2 separate regions of the Xenopus tropicalis genome follow, and region 2 is linked to region 1. The links are chromatin contacts, called in public Hi-C maps. All regions are on one chromosome and are shown on one strand. The core of a region is the stretch at or near the end of the contact, and the rest is flanking DNA. Distances in the headings are between cores, read along the strand shown.

What was found. A called contact is a pair of places that touch in the nucleus more often than the background predicts.
Region 2: a contact with region 1 is called in a Hi-C map of neurula embryo, with 2.3 times the contacts expected there. The contact joins two enhancer-like sites. A contact is called at or near these places in 5 of 5 Hi-C or Micro-C datasets (brain, gastrula embryo, liver and 2 more).

What each region holds. Positions count from the first base shown.
Region 1 is chr7:99,007,235-99,012,383 of UCB_Xtro_10.0, forward strand. No RefSeq gene overlaps it. Among named protein-coding and RNA genes, the nearest start is that of acot7, 14 kb to the left of the region's middle. Within about 2 kb of position 2,942, at least 1 of the 11 cell types and tissues checked has an H3K27ac peak or open chromatin away from gene starts, as enhancers often do. A contact at or near this core is called in neurula embryo, where this site is marked.
Region 2 is chr7:99,069,329-99,074,477 of UCB_Xtro_10.0, forward strand. No RefSeq gene overlaps it. Among named protein-coding and RNA genes, the nearest start is that of espn, 21 kb to the right of the region's middle. Within about 2 kb of position 2,388, at least 2 of the 11 cell types and tissues checked have an H3K27ac peak or open chromatin away from gene starts, as enhancers often do. A contact at or near this core is called in neurula embryo, where this site is marked.

The DNA of each region.
Region 1 (5,149 bases), core at 1,692-4,191:
CATTGTCTCATTGTATCATAACTATAGGTATGGTATCCCTTATCCCGAAACCCGTTATCCAGAAAGCTCCGAATTACGAAAAGCCCATCTTCCAGGCCTCCATTTTAATCAAATAATTTGGAATTTTAAAACTGATTTCCTTTTTCTCTGTAGTAATAAAACAGTACCTTGTAACTGATCCCAACTAAGATTATATGGGTACATGAGCAAAATTGTGCCACAGTCTGGAAACCCCTAGTTGTTTGGAGCCAGAAACCTTTTGCCACTTTGCTACATAAACCATTTTGAGCACCCAGCAGCAGGGTTTATGCCAGTCACTGGCTTTAAGATTCATAGTGAAGAAAAGACATAAAATATTGATAAAACCAAGGTCATGCATGGCATTGGTGTAATAATATGTTTGACACTTGTGGCATGATATAGCAACACTTTTCCTGCTGCAATGATGCACTACTCACATGGGGGTCCTGCCCTGTCTTGGCATGGCACAGTGCTATACCGTTTCCCGCTGCTCCATGTTCTCTGGTCACCCCAAACAAAGAATGCCAATTTCATCTTCTAAAACAATTAAACAAAGCTACAGCAATGACATTTTGCTGGTGGCATTCAATGCTTGCATTTGGTATCAGAGACTATTAAACACAGAACAGATGGGATCAAACATAGCATTACAGTATTCTGTCACTGCATTGTAAACAATTAGCTACCAGGAATATTTGCAGACAGCTGTACCATAACCTGTAATTTTGGTAGTGATGATACAAGTGGGTGAAGTCTGGGTGTTGACTATATGTCTCTGAGGTTCTGATGAATAGAAAGCTTGACAACTACTGCCCTTAAAGTTGTTTCCTAAACAGTGAACTAAGATTTTTTTATGTTCAAGCACTTTCGCCTGCTCTGCCACCTCTGTTCTAATTTGAACTCTGTAGTGTGGCCTCGTGGAACTACTCCACTGTCCACTATGTTAACCATGGGCCATGGTCCTAAGAGGGAATGGTGGCAACCACATAACAATGTGAGGAAAATGGTTGACTCTGCAATACTAGAAGTGAGGCTAGACTAAATGCCTAGGGGGCCTTATCCTGGACATAGGCAGAGGTAACATATACAGTACGTGTTGGAGTAGACCCTTCCGCTACTTGTACTTTTTAGGTTATTCGCACTTCAACAATCTCATGCCACCCATCTGGTTTTTGTTTTTACTTTGTTTGTATTGCCTTTTAACCCTGATATGAAAATTTTTTTCACATTCCTATTTGTGCAGCCATGCTACATGTATCTTAATGTATTGCTTTCTGACAATTAGAATGTGGAGTTTATAATTATGCTCATTAAAGGGAATACGTGGCAACCCTAGCAGGGTGTTGGATGCAAAATTTCACTTTGAAGGATGCAAATGGTCCGCTGGAATCCAGTTTAACAGCACTACTTATTATAGAGAAACATTTGTGTAATTATTAAGGGATATGAGAAAAATTCACCATATGCTGTAGTGTAGTGATACGGAAATCCATATATTGTAATGATTCTGCCAGCTGTCAAATCCCCTTGGCAAGAAATAGATAACCCCACAGATAATCATGTTTTTGCCAAGACCCTATTGCGGCCCTGGACTTTCAGAAACCCTGTAGGACAGACAGACCAAAGACCACAGGAGCAAGCAGTGTTGTAGTATGAGATTTGATAGTCATGTCCAGGCTACACAGGCATTTAAGCAATTAGACAAGGTGAATCTTTCCTCAGGTGTACTTTACCAGAGGCAGCAAATAACCACCCTAGACAGGGATGGACTGGACTGAAAAAAAACCCAGTGGGCCCTGCTGACCCAGACCTGGTCCCTATTTTTTGAGTTCTCCACCCTGATCGCAGGGTCCAAGGTATGGTCAAATAAGGGGGTGCAAGTTAAAGTCTGTCAGGGGGTTTGATGAATAAACCGAAGAGGTCACAACTGGGGGGCGGGGCAGATGTGGCATCCCTGGTGGGCCCCAGACACCACGATCTGACACAGATTTGAAAGCTAATTTTTTTACTCACAAAATTCAGCTCTTTTAGTGCACAGAGCAACTGTTATCTAAGCACAGCAGGGCAAGGTTGTGGCATTAGGTCTGCCATTTCAGGTTGAAGCAGACTAAGGACTGGCCCTTCCAGGCAAGGGTCAGACTAGGCAATAAACAGTGAAACATCAGCAGAATGATTGAAATATGCATACAAACAACAGGGTTTGGCAGATTTTACAGATACAGGTGCAAGTGTGGGTGCTTGAGGGAAGGAAGGAGCATCTTTTAAAGGCACTTTTGCTTAAAGTGTCAGTCACACTAGAAAAGGCACAACATAAACTGGTCATCTCTCACAAAAAAAGTCTTGGGGGCTTGGTGCCTTAAAAAATCTTTTAATGGAAGCAGGCAGCTTACATGCCCCTAAATGGATAACCCTGTACTGTAGACCAACAGCCACTGCTACTAACGTAATTAAATCTTGGTCTTCTCTTCTCCATGCCAATACATTTTGCTTATCCATTTTTGTTCTCTAAGTCTGGATTTTATGTAACAAATCAGTTCTCCTCCAAGTCAGTTGGTTTGCAATAATATTTCAGGAGTCAGAGCAAGGAGTCCACAGAATGTTAACAGTCAGACAGATACTGCTATTAATAGCAATTACACTTACAAAAACTTTAAAACCACTGACAAGGTTTGATTAATGTATATTGGAATGTAGACTAATGTTGCTTAGAATTCCCTTTTTTCCCTTTATTTATTTATGTATGTAATTCCCTTTTGATAAACCAGTATACTGTGTATTTTGCTACAGAATATATATGTAATGCTATTTCCAAGGGTTTTGCTCCACATATAAGATAAAACATAGTACAAGTCGAATCTGAATAACACTTGGGCAGCTGATGACAGAGACCCATTGTCCCTCTTGTGTAAGGCTTTGATCATGTCACAGAGAAGAGATCTCTTGTCCAGTTTAAGCATCAGAGATAAGATCATCAAAGCACACAGAGGAATACAAAGCTAATCTTAAATATCCTCTTTCTTCTGAGTGGCAACAAGCTCCGCTCATGCTCCTGAATGGTCAAGGTAACACGTTGTTATAGTGAAAAGTTACACTCATTAGATTATGGTGGCTCTATAACCTTTGAACCTACATAAATCCTGCAATATACACTTAATAGATACCCATTATTGGTGGCAGTCATTTAGGAAGATTGCACAGACACAGACAAGCTATCTTTTCATAAACAATGGCATGTTTTGCTACTTTCATTTCCAACTGAAACCAAGTTTGTATGTGTGACTTTTAATAAATGCTATAAAGAATAGCATCTATATTTTGCTAAATGTTTCATTTAAATGGCACCTGTATTCCTAAAAGTTTTCTCCAAACAGATGTGCGGACTAATAAAGCCTACACTTCAGTTGGAGGAAACATTTCAAAAAAGTCCCCTGTGAACACAAGGCAACCCGCACCTTAATTGCTTTAATTAAATGAGATCATTTGCTCTTATATTCTGACTCTATGTGGTTGCCGGGTCACCAACTTCTGGCAACCAGAATTCTGATTCTGAATTGATTTTTAATCACCTGTTTATGTTTCTGTTCAAACACTTGCTATTAATCTTTCAGTCTGTCTATCGAACAGGGTAATGGAACCCTAGCAGGCCATTTTGTAAGATAGCATAATCCCAGAAACAAATAAGGAGTCATTTACTATGACTAAAAGTGAAAGCTTGCGCCTTAGTTCTCATTTGAAGTGCACTTGTGCCTAGGGCTCCACTCTGTAAAATAAGGAATGGGAGGGGGTCTGTACGTATGGTCTCCCCTTCCTCTTATGAATACAGCACTACTGAATGCAGGCAGCTTTGAATTCATGAGGCACATTCAGCCTTTGCTCTCTATATTCCAATGCTGATTCCTAACCTGGAAAGTTTAATAAAACGAATATGTTAGGTTTATTTTCTTTTCTGTTTTAGAGGGACCTAAGGGTATGTTGGGAACCAAAGAGATAGCACTATGTGAATTAATGCTTATCTGTTTAAACATGTTCTCATTTTGACTTCTGGTTCTTACCCTGAAATCATTACAGCTGGAAAGCCACAGTGGCAATTCTTTGGACTAGGCATCTGAGTCTAACGCAGAAGGCAGAGAATTAACTGCTCGGCCTTCCTCCAGTACTGGTTCCAAAATTATTACGGCCTGGAGCCCCAGGTGAACACAATTCAGTGCTGTAAGATAGAGGAAGTTGGATGGAGCATCCCTGAAACATATGATGCAGAATTCCACACTTGTGTTTTTGCTACAAGCTCTAATAGTTGTCCCATATACTGCCTACCATAGCAAGAAAAAAATTTATGTGGATTAACAAATAAACTGAGCCCTGTTATTTCAGTACAGGTATGGGACCTGTTATCCAGAATCCTCAGGGCCTGGGGTTTTGCATAAATGGTCTTTCCATACTTTAGATTTCCATACCTTAAGTCTACTTAAAAAATCATAAATAAAAACCTAAATAAAACCAAATAGGTTTGTTGCTAATTAATTATATCTTAGTTGGGATGAAGTACAAGGTACTGTTTTATTATTACAGAGGAAAAAATGAAACAATTTTCAAAAATTATAATATAATAACCTTTGGGAGGTGGCCTTCCCGTTATTCAGAACTTTCTGAAAATATGCACAGGTATGGGATATGGATCCCATATCTGTGCATACTTGGTAACTTCCAGCTGTGAGTTCAATTTTATACATTTTAAACATATTAAAATTGATACAGAATTGAACCTTGCTTCTTTTTTCACCCAAACATATCTACTGTATATATATATATATACTATATATATATATATATATATACTGTATAAGTGTATGTATATAGTGGATACAAAATTCACAGCCATATAATTCTTATTTTCATGCTTCAGTAATAAATCATGGCAAACACTGATTTTACCCTTAGAAACCTTTTTCAAAGCGTGGACAGCATCAGATTCACATTTTCCCATGTTCCCAGATAACAGAAACGTAAATGAGAAATTTCACTGTGCTTGTTATCTGTCCCCAGGGTCCATAACAAATGTTGAAAACGCAAACACCTTGTTTCTGAAACCCTGCAGGGTTCGAACTTGCACAGACCTTTCAAGTGATTT
Region 2 (5,149 bases), core at 1,138-3,637, 62 kb after region 1:
AAAGGCGGCGCAGAGTATAAGTTGAAGATTTTACTCCTAGAATAGTAGGGTGGTGTACTGTACACAGATAATATTATTACTTCGAATCTGCTCCCCAACACCCAGCACTACAGAAAGAACACAGTTTACATTGCCAATACGGTCAAAGCAATATTCTCCCTTGTACCTTAGATACTGATCTGGCGCAGTGGATGCAGAGCATCAGCAAGGACATTGGTAAATGACACCTGACTGCAACAAAATGCTATTCTAACAGAGAGAACTGATTTTGATACACAGAATGGTGTCACAGTCCCACCCAGTTAAATAATTAGGTAAATTTGTATTTTAATTGTGCTCATATCAGGTCCATATGGAATAATGCATCCCAACTATCAACACAACTCTCCAAAGGATGGGTCAATGAAAACACTTTATATATGGCTCTTTTTAACTGTAAAACGGACAGTGTTTTTTTAAAAAAAAAAACTTTTAAACAAAGCACACACGTTTTAAGAAGATGTATGAAAGTCCTACAGATCCAGCAATCCTTACACTGAACATCAATTTCGGGATTACCGAATCTTTTCTATTATATGCGCATGCGCACAATGTATTTTAGGCAGTAGCCTCTATCCTCTCAACTCAAAAGCCGCTAGATCTGCTGTGCCCATTGTTACTGTTTCTCTCCAGCAGTTACCAAACGTTATAAAAGTGGAATACTTGGAGTTGCACTCCAGCCACAGCAGGGGGCCCTTCACATGACTGCTTATTATCAGGGCAGTTATTGTAGAAACCGTTATGCCGGCAGCCCTTTCCCACACTGAGGCCCTTGGGATCCCTATGATGGGAATAATTCAGTACTGGGCACAAGAGCTGCACGCGTCAGGGAACAAAGCAGGGAGCAGATGGGGGCAATTTTACACAATAAGATCTCCCATCCCAGTTATACTAATTGGTAGCCGCTTCTTTTTATCTCATAACGACTCATTGTACTGCATTCATTCATTTCTCCGTTCATGTCTCTATGCATCAGAGGATATTCTAGACCTCTAGGGTGAAGACACACTGAGCTACTAGTAGCAGCTACTTTTTCATGGCTACTAAATTCCAGAAAATCCCCTGCCATAGACAATACTGAGAATTGCCTCTGCTTAAACACAGGTTGAGACCCTAATCAGTAAATGATCAGCATTGTCTATTTTAGTAGCCACTACAAGTAGCTCCTACTAGTAGCTCTGTGTGTCTTCAGCTCCTTTCCCTTTATCTTATCTCTTTTACATAGACAATTCCCAGTGCATAATCTCTGACTAGTCGTTTGTATTCTATATCTTAAAGGAACAGTAACACCAAAAAATGAAAGTGTATAAAAGTAACTAAAATATAATGTGCTGCTGCCCTGCACTGGTAAAAGTTGTGTGTTTACTTCAGAAAGTCTACTATAATTTATATAAATAAGCTGCTATGTAGCCATGGAGGCAGCCATTCAAAGGAGAAAAGGCACAGGCACATAGCAGATAACAGATAAAACACTATTGTATTCTACAGAACTTATCTGTTATCTGCTATGTAACCTGTGCTTTTTCTCCTTTTTTCCAGCTTGAATGGCTGCCCCCGTGGCTACACAGCAGCTTATTATATAAATTATAGTAGTGTTACTGTAGCAAACACACCAGTTTTACCAGTGCAGGGCAACAGTGCATTATATTTTTATTACTTTAAAGCTCTTTCATTTTTTGGTGTTACTGTTCCTTTAATAGCCTATTTGTAAATGGCGTCCTTTCTACTCTCCACTGTTATTTTATACTTAACAGCCTCCCGTTCCCTATTCTATTTCTATTAACCTTTAGTAGATGGACGTCAAAATAGTTGCTGTCTTTTTGTCTTTTTGTCTTACAGTATTGAAATGTATCAACGTCTCACCATGGAGTCTGCGCTGTTCCCTTGTTGGTGCTGAAATCCTACCTGCCTGTGCTTCTTTAATTGTTGTCCCGGTAGCCCCAACAGTGTTCACACTGATACTATTTATCTTTACACAATTGATCCAAGTAAATTATCATTATTTATTTTCCCTGCCCTCAGGTCAGAATCAGCCCAATGGGGAATCAGCCACCCGTCCCCAGTCACAGAAAGGTGGTTCTTTGAGTTGAAATACAAAAAGATGCAACTAATCTGTATTTATTACTATTATTATTTTTGTTTTTAATATGAAAATAAACGTCCTGGCAAACGACTCCCCCTCCTGTGGGCTTCGGTTGCTACACAGTATAAAATCACAACCCCTTCAGTATTTCACGTATTGGTTTTCCTCCCCCTCCCGATCCTGCCTGTGTGGGTGGTCCCCAGTCTCTAAGCTTTTCCTTGGATCGCACCAAGTTCATGGAGGGGGGGGGGGGCGGAAGTGCCGGACTGTGAGGGCTCCGGGCATGAGAGCTGCACGCGTCAGGGGCAGTGACACAGAAGCAGATGGGCCAACTATTTACTAACGTTCCTTTCTTTATCTTCCCATAATGAACTGAAAGTCATTGACAGGAATCGCCTGAGTCTCATTAATCTCTCACTGACTCGTTATAGAGCAGGCAGCTGCCAGGAAGTGTGAGCTCTACACATGCATTCTTATATACCTTCCATACCTCTATACAGCAACATTCTAACTGATCCAAAGGAAGGAGGGCTGACATACATGGGAAATGCACTTCAAACATCGATGTGGAGTTTCAGATTTAATAGAGACAGCAAGTGAGAAGTGCCAATACAAGTCACATTGGGGTGAAGACACACAGAGCTACTAGTAGCAGCTACTTAGCCCTGGAAAATCCCCTGCCATAGACAATACTGAGGATTGCCTCTGCTAAAACACAGGTAGAGACAATTATCAGTAAAAGATCAGCAGTCTTTTAGGGCTCTGGCACACGGGGAGATTAGTCGCCCTGCGACAAAACTCCCTGTTTGCGGGCGACTAATCTCACCGAGTTGCCATCACCTGCCATCCCACCGGTGGGATGGCACACGCGGCGGCACGATTTCGGGAAATCGCCAAAGTTGCCTCGCAAGGCTTTTTCTGCGATTTCCCGAATTTGCGCCGCCGCATGTGCCATCCCACCGCCGACAATGATGGCAACTCGGGAAGATTAGTCGCCCGCGAACAGGGAGTTTTGTCGCGGGCGACTAATCTCCCCGTGTGCCAGAGCCCTTATAGTAGCCATGACAAGTAGCTGCTACTAGTATCTCTGTGTGTCTTCACCCTTACAGCAGGTACTTGCCACAAGGAATGGGCAAACTTTTTGCCCTGTACAGTTTCCTGGCAAAACCTGCAGTGAAAATAGTTGCAAATCCATGCTAGAATTTTGCTATGCATTTTGTTTTACTAGAAAAAAACATAGTATTTTGCCATGAGAAAAAAACCACAGAGAAACTCTGACTCATTATTGTGCTTCCCTTGTCTTTATCAATTAATTGAATGTGAGACCTTCCCACCCTCCCCCATATATTTAATGAGCTGTCCCGGGGATAAGGTTGCCACCTCGCCCCTTTACCAGCCACAGAATGGATCCACATCCTGCATGGCCAGTTAGCAATTAATTAGATTGATTCTGCGTTCACTGCTAATAAGCCATGCAGGATGTAAATTCAATATGTGGCTGGTATTAAAGGGGTGAGGCGGCAACCCTACCCTGTGCTTGTTTGTGTAACAAGGTAGGGCTGGGGAATGTTCTAATCCCATTGGTTGATTAAAGGCAAGGAGTGAATAATAATGACACATGTATTTTTTTCTGGTGAAACAGACAGTGTTTTTTTTCTGTGGCAAACCAGTTGTTGGTGAGACTGCAAATTTTGCCCCCAAACTGTTACTGGATGTTAGAGTTTGCTCATTGCTAATGGTGATGCCAAGGTTATAATAGATCTGATTAATACAATTATGTTGAAGCAAAGGCATGACATTAATGTCATAGACCAGTGCTGTCCAACTTCTGTGGTGCCGAGGGCTGGAATTTCTCTTGCATACATGGTGGAGGGCCGCTAATGGAAGCCAGTTTTGACCACTCCCCTTTTTTAAACCACACTCACTTCAAACCACACCTATTTTATCACAATGGTGGTAGTTCAGCAAAAAACCAAATGCTTGGTCCTTACTGTGGGGATATCAACCATCATTCATATGTGAAATAATTATATTATGTCATATTAAGATATACCCTTAAATCCATATGCCTCCTCCTCCCCTGTGGATAGCACAGCAACCCCCAGCACATAATTACACACCTTAGGGACCACTTAACGGCTATTTCCAAATGCTAACAAACTCCCAGAACAAACCCCTGCCATGTTCACCTCCCACAGGCAGCATAGGGCAGGCAGAGTATGGCACACACAGGCAGCACTCTGCCTGCCCTACCCTGCCTGTGTGTGCCATACTCTGCCTGCCCTATGCTGCCTGTGTGTGCCATACTCTAAATGCCCTGTGCTGCCTGTGTGTGCCATACTCTGCCTGCCCTACCCTGCCTGTGTGTGCCGTGCCCTATGCTGCCTGTGTGTGCCATACCCTCCCTGCCCTATGCTGCCTATGTGTCATATTCTGCCTACCCTATGTTCCCTGTGTGTGCCATACACACAGGCAGCATAGTCCAGGCAGTACCTACAATGTCTGAGGTTTGAACAATGGGGGTGATTACAGCCTGAGCCTGAGGTGTGAACACTGCAGGGGTTGATCAATGCAAGGATTAAAAGGTGTGAACAACACAGGAAAATACATTTTTAAACAATACAGAGGGATTACAGGACCATGGGTCCAATAAATTGTGACTGTCTATGGCATTTAACAGTAGCCCCTCTGGCATTTGCCAGAATCCACAGATTGGCAGTCCAAGCCTGAAGGTAAGTGTCCAAACAAGGGCATAACATACTATGCACAGGGCTGCTATCCATGAATAGTGGTACTGCAGGGGAGGGGCAGTAAGAGTATGGAAAAATTACCTTGCAACTAATGAAGGGGGGGGGGGACCTAGGTGTGTAGGTGGCCCAGTTTGGCCATGTCTGATGTCCAGTTTCAGTATATATTTGCATTGGCAATGGTAGAAATCAGGGGAGCTGCTACCATAAGGCAAGGTGAGAAGAAAAAGCCTCTCCTGTAACTTTAAAAGCTATAATTGTATTTATTAAACTGAAATTT